3 separate regions of the Mus musculus genome follow, and all the other regions are linked to region 3. Evidence: chromatin contacts called from public HiChIP or PLAC-seq data. All regions are on one chromosome and are shown on one strand. Each heading gives the region's core, a stretch centred on a gene start, on an enhancer-like site or on the middle of the called end of the contact. The rest is flanking DNA. Distances are from core to core; before and after follow the strand shown. Region 1 holds the start of Capg (capping protein (actin filament), gelsolin-like). Region 2 overlaps Tcf7l1 (transcription factor 7 like 1 (T cell specific, HMG box)). Region 3 overlaps Tcf7l1 (transcription factor 7 like 1 (T cell specific, HMG box)).

The links. HiChIP or PLAC-seq counts read pairs in DNA pulled down with a chosen protein or histone mark.
Region 1: an H3K27ac HiChIP or PLAC-seq map of embryonic stem cells shows a contact between it and region 3, with 16 read pairs. The contact joins the promoter of Capg here to the enhancer-like site in region 3. A contact is called at or near these places in 5 of 39 promoter capture datasets (the HPC-7 cell line, embryonic stem cells and liver), 6 of 484 Hi-C or Micro-C datasets (embryonic stem cells and liver), 3 of 115 datasets of contacts at active chromatin or transcription factors (embryonic stem cells and pancreatic cancer cells) and 4 of 9 other capture datasets (adipose tissue, embryonic stem cells, liver and 1 more).
Region 2: a contact with region 3 is called in an H3K27ac HiChIP or PLAC-seq map of embryonic stem cells, with 6 read pairs. The contact joins two enhancer-like sites. A contact is called at or near these places in 1 of 15 datasets of contacts at CTCF or cohesin (the NIH/3T3 cell line), 3 of 484 Hi-C or Micro-C datasets (the HPC-7 cell line, female germline stem cell-derived STRA8 germ cells and neural progenitor cells), 3 of 115 datasets of contacts at active chromatin or transcription factors (embryonic stem cells and oligodendrocyte precursor cells) and 4 of 9 other capture datasets (adipose tissue, embryonic trunk, liver and 1 more).

The regions. Positions count from the first base shown.
Region 1 is chr6:72,547,653-72,551,794 of GRCm38.p6, forward strand. It overlaps Capg (capping protein (actin filament), gelsolin-like), which reads left to right and starts at 1,621. Exons shown (of 10, transcript NM_001042534.3): 1 at 1,621-1,849.
Region 2 is chr6:72,722,873-72,726,587 of GRCm38.p6, forward strand. All of the region lies in intron 3 of Tcf7l1 (transcription factor 7 like 1 (T cell specific, HMG box)), which reads right to left. Among named protein-coding and RNA genes, the nearest start is that of Gm31249, 15 kb to the right of the region's middle. Within about 2 kb of position 1,524, at least 45 of the 459 cell types and tissues checked have an H3K27ac peak or open chromatin away from gene starts, as enhancers often do. A contact at or near this core is called in embryonic stem cells, where this site is marked.
Region 3 is chr6:72,634,284-72,638,285 of GRCm38.p6, forward strand. The region is part of intron 4 of Tcf7l1 (transcription factor 7 like 1 (T cell specific, HMG box)); the gene reads right to left. It overlaps Gm15401 (predicted gene 15401), which reads left to right. Exons shown (of 5, transcript NR_040422.1): 4 at 2,039-2,256; 5 at 2,796-3,434. Among named protein-coding and RNA genes, the nearest start is that of Gm15401, 7.0 kb to the left of the region's middle. Within about 2 kb of position 2,003, at least 128 of the 459 cell types and tissues checked have an H3K27ac peak or open chromatin away from gene starts, as enhancers often do. A contact at or near this core is called in embryonic stem cells, liver and pancreatic cancer cells, where this site is marked.

The DNA.
Region 1 (4,142 bases), core at 371-2,870, 87 kb before region 3:
TCCCAGTCCTCAGATGGAGGCAGGAGGATCACACATTTGAGGCTAGCTTGAGTTATGTCTTCAGGCTCAGTCTCAAATGAGCAAGCAAATACCAACTCCCCATATCCACTCTGTGCTCTGTTTTCTCCAGGCTTTCCCCTAGCAGCCTCCGAGATAGGTTAGGCTGGTCTGATGGTTGGATAATTAGCAAGCTTGCTTCGGTGCTACCTGGGCCAGGGCCATGACTCTGAACACTAAACTCTATGGCTTAGTGGACTTATGGATCTGACTGTTGACTAACATTCTTCCAGGATGGGCCTGTCAGGGTCCCTGGACATTGAGTCACCCAACTGTAGCTGCTCCTTAGGTGCAAATATTCCTGAACCTCTCAACCTGTGAGTCATGAATCATTTGGCAAAGTTTTATCTCTAAAGTATTTACATTACGAGTTATAACAGTAGCAAATGACAGTTATGAAGTAGAAGGAAGATAATGTTATGGTTGGGGGGGTCACCACAACATGAGGAACTGTATTGCGGGGTCACACATTAGGGAGGTTGAGAACTGCTGACCTAGGGATTAGGAGGGAATAAGAGCCTCCTTGACTGAGCGTCCTGTTTTCTATGTGACTTCGGGCTGTGCCCCAGGGTAAGGCTTTCCTGGGGCCAGCAAGTTAGATCAGACTGATTCTATATTATGGTCCTGTGACTGTGCGAAGGGAGCGGCTGTTGCTTTGGGTTGAGCTTGAAACCATATGCCCTCTGTCCTGGAACTCAAGAGATCCACCTGCCTCTGCCTCCCGAGTGCTGGGATTAAAGGCAAGAGCCACCATGCCTAGCTAAGGGGCATAGAGAGACTTCATGTTTCAAGACACCTTGTGTGGTGCCTCATTACATGTAAATCACTAGTGTTCAGGAAGCAGAGGCAGGATTCTCATAGCATTGAAGCCAATCTGGGCTACAGATTTAGTTTCATAGCAGCCTGGGTGCCAAAGTGAGACGCTGTCTCAGTAAAACAACCAAACAACAGTTGGTCACGATGGTGCACTTTTGTGATCCCAGCATCCGGGAATCAGAAGGGTCAAGTGTTCAAGACCAGTTTGAGCTGCCTTTAGAGGCTAGCCTGACTACATGAGAGCTTGTCTCGAAAACAAAACACCAAAATGAACACACATACACACACACACACACACACACACAGAGAGAGAATGTGTCAGGGCCTCAAACACTCTCTTGGAACTTTGCTTCAAAAACAGACTGGTTTACAGAGAGATTTCCAGGACAGCCAAGGCTACACAGAGAAACCCCGTCTTGAAAAACCAAAAGGAGAAAGAGGAGAAGGAAGGAGGAAGGAGAGGAAGAGGGAGGAGGGGAAGGGGAATGGAGGAGGAGGAAGAGGAGGAGGGAGAAGGAGTAGGTCATCATCACATGTACTCAGGGCAATGAGACAACTAGTCAGGGGGAGGAGGAAAAAGTAGTGTAGGGCCAGTGACCCAACCCAGGAAAAGTGACTAACCAGCCACAGCAGGGCCTGAGCAGACTCAGGCCTCTGCCGGGGCTAGTGAGTGGAATGGGACTTTCCTTGCTGGTCTGACTCTTTAAATTGTTCAGAATCTGCCTTGCCCGAGGCCGCTGTGATGAGACCTAGTCAGGCTTTAACCTCCCAGTGACCATGTCTGAGAAATAGCAGCCTTCCATCCGCATGGCCCAGCCTTGGAGCTGGCTTTCCTGAGCCCTTAGACTTCTGAGTACTGAGCCTCCCCATGGGTGGGGCAGGTGGGTGGGGCAGCCCAGTGGCGAAGAGGGAAGTTAGAAGCTAGCTATCGAGGGGCAAGCTGAGACGAGTTTGAGAAGAAAAGGCCCGTGGAGAGGTAAAACTGGGAAGGGCTCTGTAGAGAAGGGACTAGGACTCTCATGAGTGGGTAGGTGAGGGCTGGCTGCTAGGGTCCGGGAACAGGTGGGAACGGTGTCCCCAGGCGTAAGTCAGCTCAGGTCATTAGCTGTAGTTTTGCAGCTGCAGAGTCTTGAGTGGGTGTGGGTGGGATGTGTTCTAGCTGCTGGGGAGGAGCTGAAGGGTCTGGGCTCATCCTGGTCTGTAGGAGGTGGTGTCAGACCTGAGAGATCCCCAGAAGCCATCAACCTGTCGGGAGGTGAATTCAGATCTGGTGGTGTCTGTCCCCAAGATAGCACTATCCTGGGCCCAGACAACTGGAAGGAAGGGAACTGAGAAGGAACAAGGTAGGTTCAGCTACTTGAGGGACAGTCAGCCAGCCCCCAGTTAGAGGGTTGGCTGGGGACCAGTGTGGAGAGAGATGAAGGTAGAATCTGGGGGTGTGGGGAGCGGGATCTGCTTTGGCCTGTCCTGGGGGTTCAGAGCCACTGCTGTTCCCACTTCTAAGAGACATTGGCCACAGTCAGAAAGTCCTGGGCTTCTTGAATTGGCCCTCTATTTCCTCCCTAGGGCCGCTATTTCAGCTCACACTAACGGGGCGGATATGGTCTTTGAGGGGAAGTGACCTGTTGTGAGTCAGGGTCCAAGAGGGCAAAAATAGCCCCAGTTTTCCTCAGTACTGGGCCACTGATGCACATTGATAGGATCAAGCATTTTGTTGGAGGTAGGAGTGGACTCCACTTCTAAGCCCCCAGTGTGTCCTTAAAAGGTATTCTAGCCAGAGTTAGCCAGCAGGGCACACATCCTCCCCCCCACTGCTCACGACAGTCAGATGGGCCTCGTTGCCCTCTGGCTTTCTGCTTCAAGGCTGCTCCAGGCCTTGCCTGGATGTCGAGATCCTAAGCAATCCCGTTGGTTTTCATCTAGTCCAGTCATTGGATCTCAGCAAGTTAGGACAATCAGACACTTTTCCGGGCACAGTCAGGTGTGTCCAAAGGTCCATAGGCAAACTCAGCTTCCTGCTCCAAAGGTGCTTTCATGTCTCGGGGAGAAAGCCAGCCCCTAAAACTCATCACATTGTGGCACAATGGGGGAAAACGGAGTCCTCAGCAGAGGTGGCCAGCTGTGATGTAGCTCAGTGGTAGAGCATTTTCCAGCTGTGCCCTGTGGCCCTGGGTCTGGTTCCCGGCATGCTTCCCGTTCCCAGTGAAAGACACAGAGGCTGCCTGTGAGGTGGTGAGTTTCCCACCACCAGAAGCATTCAAGAGGAGGATGGCGAAGTGAGCCACAGAAGAGGGCTCGTTCGTGTGCGCTAAGGACTATCTAAGCACTAAAGCCTCTTCTAATGCCGGTCTGTGATTATGTGACGGTCTGATGGGGAGGAAGTTGGTCTGTGGTTTCTTTGGGTATGATGGCTCCCCACTTCCTGAACCTTCTAGGTAGGCCATAAGGCATGGACTACTCCTCATGCTGAGCCCCCCCCCCCCAACAGATCTTGAAGGAATGGAAGTGAATAATAGACTCTGTCATGAATGCTTGTGATAGGGTAGCAGGTGTGCCTTGCTGTTGTTAGCACAAGAAGGTGGCCAGATGTGCTCTAAACCTGCAAGCAGAGGATGATGTGACAATGGGGCTGGGAAAACTCCCACAGGAGCTAAGCCTACCGAGCGGTCGTTTATCCCACAGACAGCTAGGGTTGACGTGTGCCCACAGGGATGGAGGGGCTGTGACACGTACATTGTGGGAGCTTGAGGAGCGGTAGGAACAGGTCACAGGGCTGAAACGAGGAGACAGGAATGGAAGACCCTTCCCCAGGAAAGCCTGACCAGAGCAGGACCTCGAGCTGACGGGAGGGCAGCCGCAGCCCCTATCAGAACCTGGAGCTTCTCTCAGGCTCTGCTACCCAGCCTCTGTCTATGCAGCCTGGTTTTAGCTCAGCTCAGTGTCCCCCATGCACCCCACTCAATTCCTTGGGAGCTGGAATTGAACTTGGAACTCATGCATGCTAGGCAAGCATTGTGCCCCCGAGATCTGTCCCTCGCCCTCTTTCTACTTTTTGTCTTGAGATTGGCCACATTATATTGCACAGGCCTTGAACACACTCAGCATCTGAGGCTGGCCTTGAATGTCTGATAAGTATCTCAGGTTATCAATTAATGGGGATTATATATAGGTTTACACCAGCCTGCCTAGCTTTGTCAGGGGTGTTAAAAGCCTTCCTCTCCACACAGTTGCAGTGCACCAGGTGTTAGACCAAGCTGCTCCCCATAGAC
Region 2 (3,715 bases), core at 274-2,773, 88 kb after region 3:
TAAATACAAACACATAGACTGGTTTCTGATCCTACAGCCGTGTTTGATAGCCTTTCTTACATTACTATCCTCCAAGAAGCCTTTGTAAACATTTCACCCGTTTGTACACCACCTCTGAAACCATACTACCACAGACAGATTGCCTGTGTTTGGGTATAGTGGCTCTTTGGAGGTAACAGGCTCTTGTCAGAGCCAGACACCATACGCTCCCTTCCAATTAAGAATTCATAGTTTAATAGGTCCCGGCCTTTAAAAGGTGGTAGAACATTTTGTTTCAGGCCAGAACCTTTAAAATTGTAATAGAGAAAGGGTCTGGGGATACAGCTCAATTGGTAGGACGATTGCCTAGCGTGAAGCATGAAGCAAGTCCCCAGGTCCAAATCTCCTGCACTACCTAAACTAGGCATGGTGGTACTTGCTGTAAGCCCAACCCTCCAGCCCTCGGAGCAGTGGGAGTGAGGGGCAGAAGTTCAAGGTTATCCTTGAGTACAAAGCAGTTTGGAGGTCAGTCTTGAGAAGGCGAGACTCACCTCATGGTAAGTATTTGTTAGATATTGTTTGAAACAGTTTACCTACTTTTACTCATTTGAGTCTTTCAATCCTTTGTTCCCATCTCTCCCCCTTTCCCCTCCCCCTACTCTCACTCTCCTCCTGAGATGGCATGAACCCAGGGCCTCACACAAACTAGGTGATTTTTCTCTGCCCCTGAGCTACATCACCAGCCCCATAGTCATCTGGCTCTTGACGGAATTCGGTAGGTAGGACTAGATGGCCTACAGAAGGTCACCTAGGAGCCAAGTGGCTCAGTTGAGGGGTCCAGCCTAAGCCCTACTACCTTCCCACGGAATAGCCACTCCTGTTTCCCTGTCATGCACATAAAACACGATGAGAAGATGCACACACGTCTGTGCTGGGATGCCACCCTGAGCCAAGCCCATTGAGAGCACACACAAGCATCTGGCTGACACCGTGAGAGGAGCCCCGTGTGCTCAGCTACAAGCTCCCTAACCAATGCCACATTTACAAGATATTCCACTAGAGACAGAGTGGCGGGCAGGGATACATACTGTGTGTGCCTCCCTGGCAGTGCCGGGTTTGAGCACCGGTGGTCTCTGGAATGCTGACATCTCATGAATACTTCATCGTGTGGGTTTTATTTTTGTTTCCCATTTGTAAATGTCAAGAATAGGATTTAAAAAAAAAATAACCCATTCCAATGTTCAAGAATTCCCCCCAAGCACCAGACCCACAGCAGTGCCGATGAAGCACCGGAGGGCAGCTCAGAACTGCTGCAAGTCTGCCTGACCGCGCTCACACCGCTGGGCCAGTGCCAGCTCCTGCCCCTCCCTTCCCAGCTTTTCTGGTCCAGGTCCCCCAAACTATACCATCTCCTCCCATCAAATACTCGAGCAGGGCACCACACTTCTCCGAGCCAGGCCCCAGGGAGCACCAGCTTGCAAGCTCCCTGGCTGGCTTTCTGTCCTGCATTCTTAGAGAAGGGTGTTCATCCCCTGGCTCTCCCTGAGCAGAGGTGCATGTCCCTGCCTGCTTTCCTTTCACTCATTAGCCTCTTATTTACTTAGTACCTACTAGGTTTAGCAGCTGGAGAATCAAAACAAATACATCTCCCGCTGAAGGAAAAAGAACACAGGAGTTCACAAAGACTGGTTTAGAGGAGAGGGAACAGAACTGTGGGCCGAGGAAACCCCAAAGGGAAGGCCTGGGTGCTGGGGAGCCTTGGAGGGCCATCCAGGAAGGAGCAATGCTCTCTGGGTCTGGGCCCAGGCCTGGGCAGGGAACACATCTCCCTGACAGGATGGCCTACAGCAAAGGCGGGACCAGTTCTAGAGTGTCAGGAGTGATGTCACCCTTCCCAGGTGGCAGAAGTTACAAACACAGCTGTCCTAGAGAAGCCATGATCCTTGATGGGCACTAACTACACACTGGAGTCTCCTGGAGCCCTTTACAAAGTCCTGATGTGTGGGCCCCACATGACTTGTCAGACCTCCCCGAGGGTCTTGGCTGTAAAGGAAGGGGTGAGCACTGACAGAGACAGAATGCCTGGTACACCCCAAGTGCCTGAAACCCTGCCGTGCTTCCTGGTAGCGGGCCTCCCCTCCCCCACCGCCTCCTACCTAGCACTCAAGTTCCCAATCACAAAGATCTCTTTGCTTCTCAGCCCTGGGTCTTGTGCAGATGACTTGGGTGAGGAAATGATAAAATCTGTTTAATGCTCAAATTCAGAGGGACAGGAAAGTGAGGCGTGGTGGTTAGTGGAAGGAGTAATTAATGGCTGTTACTGGGGCCTTGACGAGAGCTCTGTGCTTGCAGAGTTTAAACGCACGTGGTGTCTCTGGACTACAAATGAAAAGTGGTTAAGATGGAAAGGTCTACGGCTCAGCAGTTAACAGCATGTGTGGCTCTCCCATAGGACCCAAGTTCAGGTCCCAGCATCCACCTGAGAGTTAACCACAGGCCTAGGGACCCAACACCCTCTTCCAGCCTCCATGGGCACTATGTGCACACGGTGAGCATGTTGCAGGGTAGGAAGGGAGGGAGGAGCTCCCGCTGAACAAGTCTGAAGCAGGGACTTGGTATGTTCAGAAAGCAGAGAGCAAGCCAGCTAGCTGCATGGGGAGCGCTGGTGTCAATGGAGAAACCCTGTCTCAATGCTACAGCGGAAATGAACGCAAATCAAGAAACAATCCCCACTCCAACCTTGGGCCTTTGTGAGTGAACACACAAGCAAGCAAGCAAGCAAGCGCGCGCACACACACACACACACACACACACACACACAATTAATAGGCAGCAGGGTGCATCTATATGAGTACAGAAAGCCCAAAATTCAGGGAGACACAGCCCTCTGGCATTGGTGCGTTCATCCTGAGTTTAGGAATTCCTTTTCACTTGTGTGAATCCTGGGGGGGAGCAGGTCCCTCCTCCCATTCCAGAAATTGACAATGCATACTGTAAACTCCAGTTTGGGAACAATTGTGACAGTGGTCTAAGCTGCTACTTGACTTTATAGGTTCAGCCTTCTCAGAAAGGAAGGCATCTTCATGCCCTCTAAAGAACTGTCTTCACCAGTAGGGCGGTGGTGGCGCACACCTTTAATCCCAGCACTTGGGAGGCAGAGGCAGGCGGATCTCTGAGTTTGAGACCAGCCCGGTCAACAAAGTGAGTTCCAGGACAGCCAAGGTTACATGGAGAAACCCTGTCTGGAGAGGAGAGGAGAGGAGAGGAGAGGAGAGGAGAGGAGAGGAGAGGAGAGGAGAGGAGAGGAGAGGAGAGGAGAGGAGAGGAGAGGTGCTATCCATAGTAGGCAGATCTCAAACTCACAGGTAGCTATTGACCCGCATCTCCCCCTGGCCTGAGTGCTGGGATTAAACAAGTGAGCCACCATGTCCAGAATTCCTTTAATAGTTGGTTTTTATTTTATCTTTTTATTATTTTAGGGGCTTGTTTGATGAGAGAGAGAAAAAAGTGTGAATTGGGGTGTATGAGAGAGTAGGGAGGATCTGGGGAGTGAGAGGAGGGGAAATGTAATCAAAATATAATGTATTTTTAAAAGTCCATTAGAAAAGATAACACTGGAAGGGGGTGGAGCTAAACAGCTGGGCCAATGGCTAAAGTCCGTGTAGCTTTTGCAGATGACAATTTTAAATAAATTTTGCTGGACTTAAAGTTTTGAGGATGAAAATATGCACAAAGT
Region 3 (4,002 bases), core at 753-3,252:
TCCAGCCAGCTGCCACTCACCGGTGGCTCCTTTCAGTGTAACACCCTTTCCAGCCCTCACAACTGGCCTAGAGGGAAGGAAACGAGAAGAGGATGAGAGAGGGCCTCGAACTCCCACCCCGGTCTCTAACTCCCACACAGCCCCCCTTTATGGGTACAGCGGGGCGCTTGTGGGCTGTGCCGTTCTGACAGGAGCTCTCGGGTTTATGTAACCACGTTCTGACTTTACTGACGAGAAGCCCTTTGACCTCTCTGTCACTTCCTGCTGCCCCTCTTTTCATCCGATATGCATACCACAAACTCTGGTCTGCTCAGTTCCTGGGGCTTCCTGGGTTTCCAAGTCTTATAGCAGGTAAAGTGGGCAGAGCAGGGATGAGAGCAGGAAAGCCCATCCTGATCATGAGGTGTGCTGCTGGCCTTGGTGGTGCAAAAAGGCCTCAAACCGAGTAGCTTCCTAGTTAGTCCTCTGTACTTGTTAGCTGTAGCAGCATAAGGTGAAACTTAAATACTGCCTTCACATTTTCAAAGATTTATTTATTTTATGTATGTGAGTACACTGTAGCTGTACAGATGGTTGTGAGCCTTCATTTGGTTGCTGGGAATTGAATTTTCAGGACCTCTGCTCACTCTGGTCAACCCCGTTCGCTCGGGTTGGCCCTGCTCGCTCAGTCCCTGCTTGCTTGGGCCCAAAGTACACTGTAGCTGACTTCAGACGCAACAGAAGAGGGCGTCAGATCTCATTACGGGTGGTTGTGAGCCACCATGTGGTTGCTGGGATTTGAACTCAGGACCTTTGGAAGAGCAGTCAGTGATCTTACCCACCAGCCCATTCACTTTTTTGGAGAATTTTTTTTTTTTTTTTTTAGTTTTCTAGAGACAGGGTTTCTCTGTGTAGTCCTTGCTGTCCTGGAACTCACTCTGTAGGTTCTCAAACTCGGAGATTCGCCTGCCTCTGTCTCCCAAGTGCTGGGACTGAAGGCGTGTGTCACCTACACCTGGCTGCTTTCACTGTATTTCCTGGCCATCACAATGATGAATATACAGCACAAGAAAGAACATGTGCAATAACTAGCTCTGACATCAGATTTCTAGGAACCAAGTGAGTGTATCCAAATGATGAACCTGGGTTTATAGGGGCCAGCCTGTCAAAGGGTAATTTTCGGCACTATAAACGTAATAGGGCTATTGAATTACAGAGAATGTTCAGTGGGTCAAGGTGGATGCCTGATAACCTGCCATCTCTTTCTAGATCCCTCAGGGTAGATCCTCTGACCTCCACAAGAACACCATGGCTAAAGGATGCCCACCCACATACACACAAAGAAATATAATGAATAAAAATAGAGAGAATTGCACAAACCATGATACAATTCATAAACAATGATTCTAAAACTGATTGCTACATAATCACACAGCTAAGCCAGCCCCTGCCAACAACGCCCCATGTCATTTATTTATCTTTGACAACATCGCATTATATAGTCCAGGCTAGTTTCGAACCCATGATCATCCACTCCAGCCTTCACGCTTCAGTTTTTAATTTATATTTATTTGTATCATTTTTGTCATTTTATAGTGAGAACTCTTAGGCTGGAATATGTAGCACAGTTGTTTAGCATCCTTGAAGCCCCACGTTTGATCTCCAGCTCTGTGTAAACTGGGTGTGGTAGCATAAACCGGTAACGCAGACACTTGCACTCAGGAAGTAAAAAGATCAGAGGTCAAAGGTCACTCTTTGTTACATAGTAAGTTAAAAGCCAGCCTGGACCAACCCCCTTCCATAAATAAACTAAAAAGTTTCAGTTGCCTGCTTACCCTTCAGTCAAAGAACACATAAAGGGAGTTCAATTTGCAAATCTAGGTATAAATCTAAATGACCTGCGGGTTATAATTTTGTACCACTAGGGGGCATCATTGTCCAGAAAATGGTCCGCGAGGGGCTGGACAGGAAGTGTTGCTGAGCAAGAGTTGTCCTAGAGGCTGGCCTGTCCTCTTAGGAGGCTACCTCCCACTCTGTCCTCACCCACTTCTCTCTCCAGCTGTCCCCAGGAGCTTGATGAGCACGGCAAAGGCTGAGGCTACCGTCAGGAATGCAGAGCCTCAAGTGGACAACCTCAGTACAAGACGTAGGAGCCACACGGGCTTGCTCAGCAAGGAATGCCATCCGAAACAGAGCCAAGTCCTTCCAGCAATGCCCCATCCGAAACAGCCAAATCCTTCCAGCAAGCTACATAGGTCGAGCACCTTCTCAGCCCAGGTATCTTGACAACTCCTCTCCCTGATCCATTTTAAAGTTTTGTGTGTATGTGTGTACACAGATGGAGACCTGAGGAGGGTCTCCTTGATCTCCTTTTGACTTACTGAGGTCTCTTGCTGAACCCAGAGCTTGTTGATCTTGGCTCAACTCCTTGCCCTGTCTTTATAATCTGCTAAATCCATGCGAGGCTGCCACAGCTGCCTGGGTTTTATGTGTTCTGAGCATCCCAGTTCCTTCTGGTCCCCACACTTTATCTGCTGAGCCATCTCCTTTGGCCCGCAGCTTCACCTTGCTGAGGCAGGCTGTGTAACTTAGTCTGCTCGATGACCACCACAGCCTGCTTCAGTCTTTTCCCTTTTGAAGCTCTTCAAACTCACAGCTCTTAAGAAAGCAAAGGGGTCCCCAGGGCATATTTTAAGCCCAAAGTAAAACCAACCCCTAAGGGCTCGCCATGGAAAACTGTCCACCAGAGGAGTCCCCCTCCCTCTTGTTGTCCTTCTTCTTTTATAGATTTATTTATTTGCTTATTTCATGTATAGGATTGCTCAGGTGTTCATGCACACCAGAAGAGGGAATCAGATTCCATTATGCATGGTTGTGAGCCACCTTGTGGCTGCTGTGAATTCAACTCAGAAGAGCAGCCAGCCTCTTAACTGCAGAGCCATCTCTCCCTTAACCTGATCAGAAACCAGCTGCATGGGATTGATCGCTCAGGAGAGTAGACCCTTCCCTTCTGCTGTCAATCACGATGGAGTCCTGGACTTGACAATGGCTGCCCAGGAAATCACCCAACATTTCAGTAGACAACTAACAACGCTATTCAGAATATGAGTTTTGTCAATCATCCATGACCCCTTAGCTGATAGAGAAGGGCAGGGCTCCCGGGGAGAATGGACACTGAAAATGTTTGCAGTGACATCAGTTTCTTTGAAACATCCCAAAGTCCATGGGGAGGGAGCAGGTCCAGTAGAGGTCGTTCCTTCAGACACACTGTGGGTGGTGTCTGCCAGAGCTGGTCAACTGTGGGGCTGGTAGGGGATCCCGGAGGACTGAGACTCCACAGCAGCACCCTGCCACCCTCCGACTCTGCCACCTGCCCCGGAGCAGCTAAGCCAGGGGTCCCTCCATTCTTCTGTCACCCGACCCAGGTAAATAGAAGAAAGTATCAGCTTTGCCACATCTCCTGACTCTTAACCTCAGGTTGGTTGCAGGAATATCCCCAAGCTCCTCGTGTATTTCCTAAGTGTGTTCCTAAGGTCTGAACGGCGACTTAGCTGGGCTCCGCTAACTGAGATGTGTTACAAGAGGAAGGACCAACAAATAAGCAATGTGTCAACCAGAATATAGTCCCAAGGTCCAATTCTCTTGCAGCAGATCTCACATTCCACATGGCAAGAACTCATTTCCGGTTTGTTTGCTTGTTTACTTGGGTTTTCGAGACAGGGTTACTCTGTGCAGACCCGGCTGTATGGGAACTTACTTTGTAGACCAGGCTGGCTTCAAAGTCATAAGCCCTCTTGCCTCTGCCTCTCAAATGCTGGGATTAGAGTTGTGCAGCATCTCAATGGGCTAGACATTCCTAATTTTAAAACATTTAAATGTGTGTGTGTGTGTGTGTTCGTGCATGCTGATGATGTCACGGTGTGCTTGTGGAGATCAGGCGACAATCTGTGAGAATGGGTTCTCTCCTTCTATCATGTGGGATTCAGGGCTAGACTCTCAGATCTTCAGGCTTACAGGTAAGCA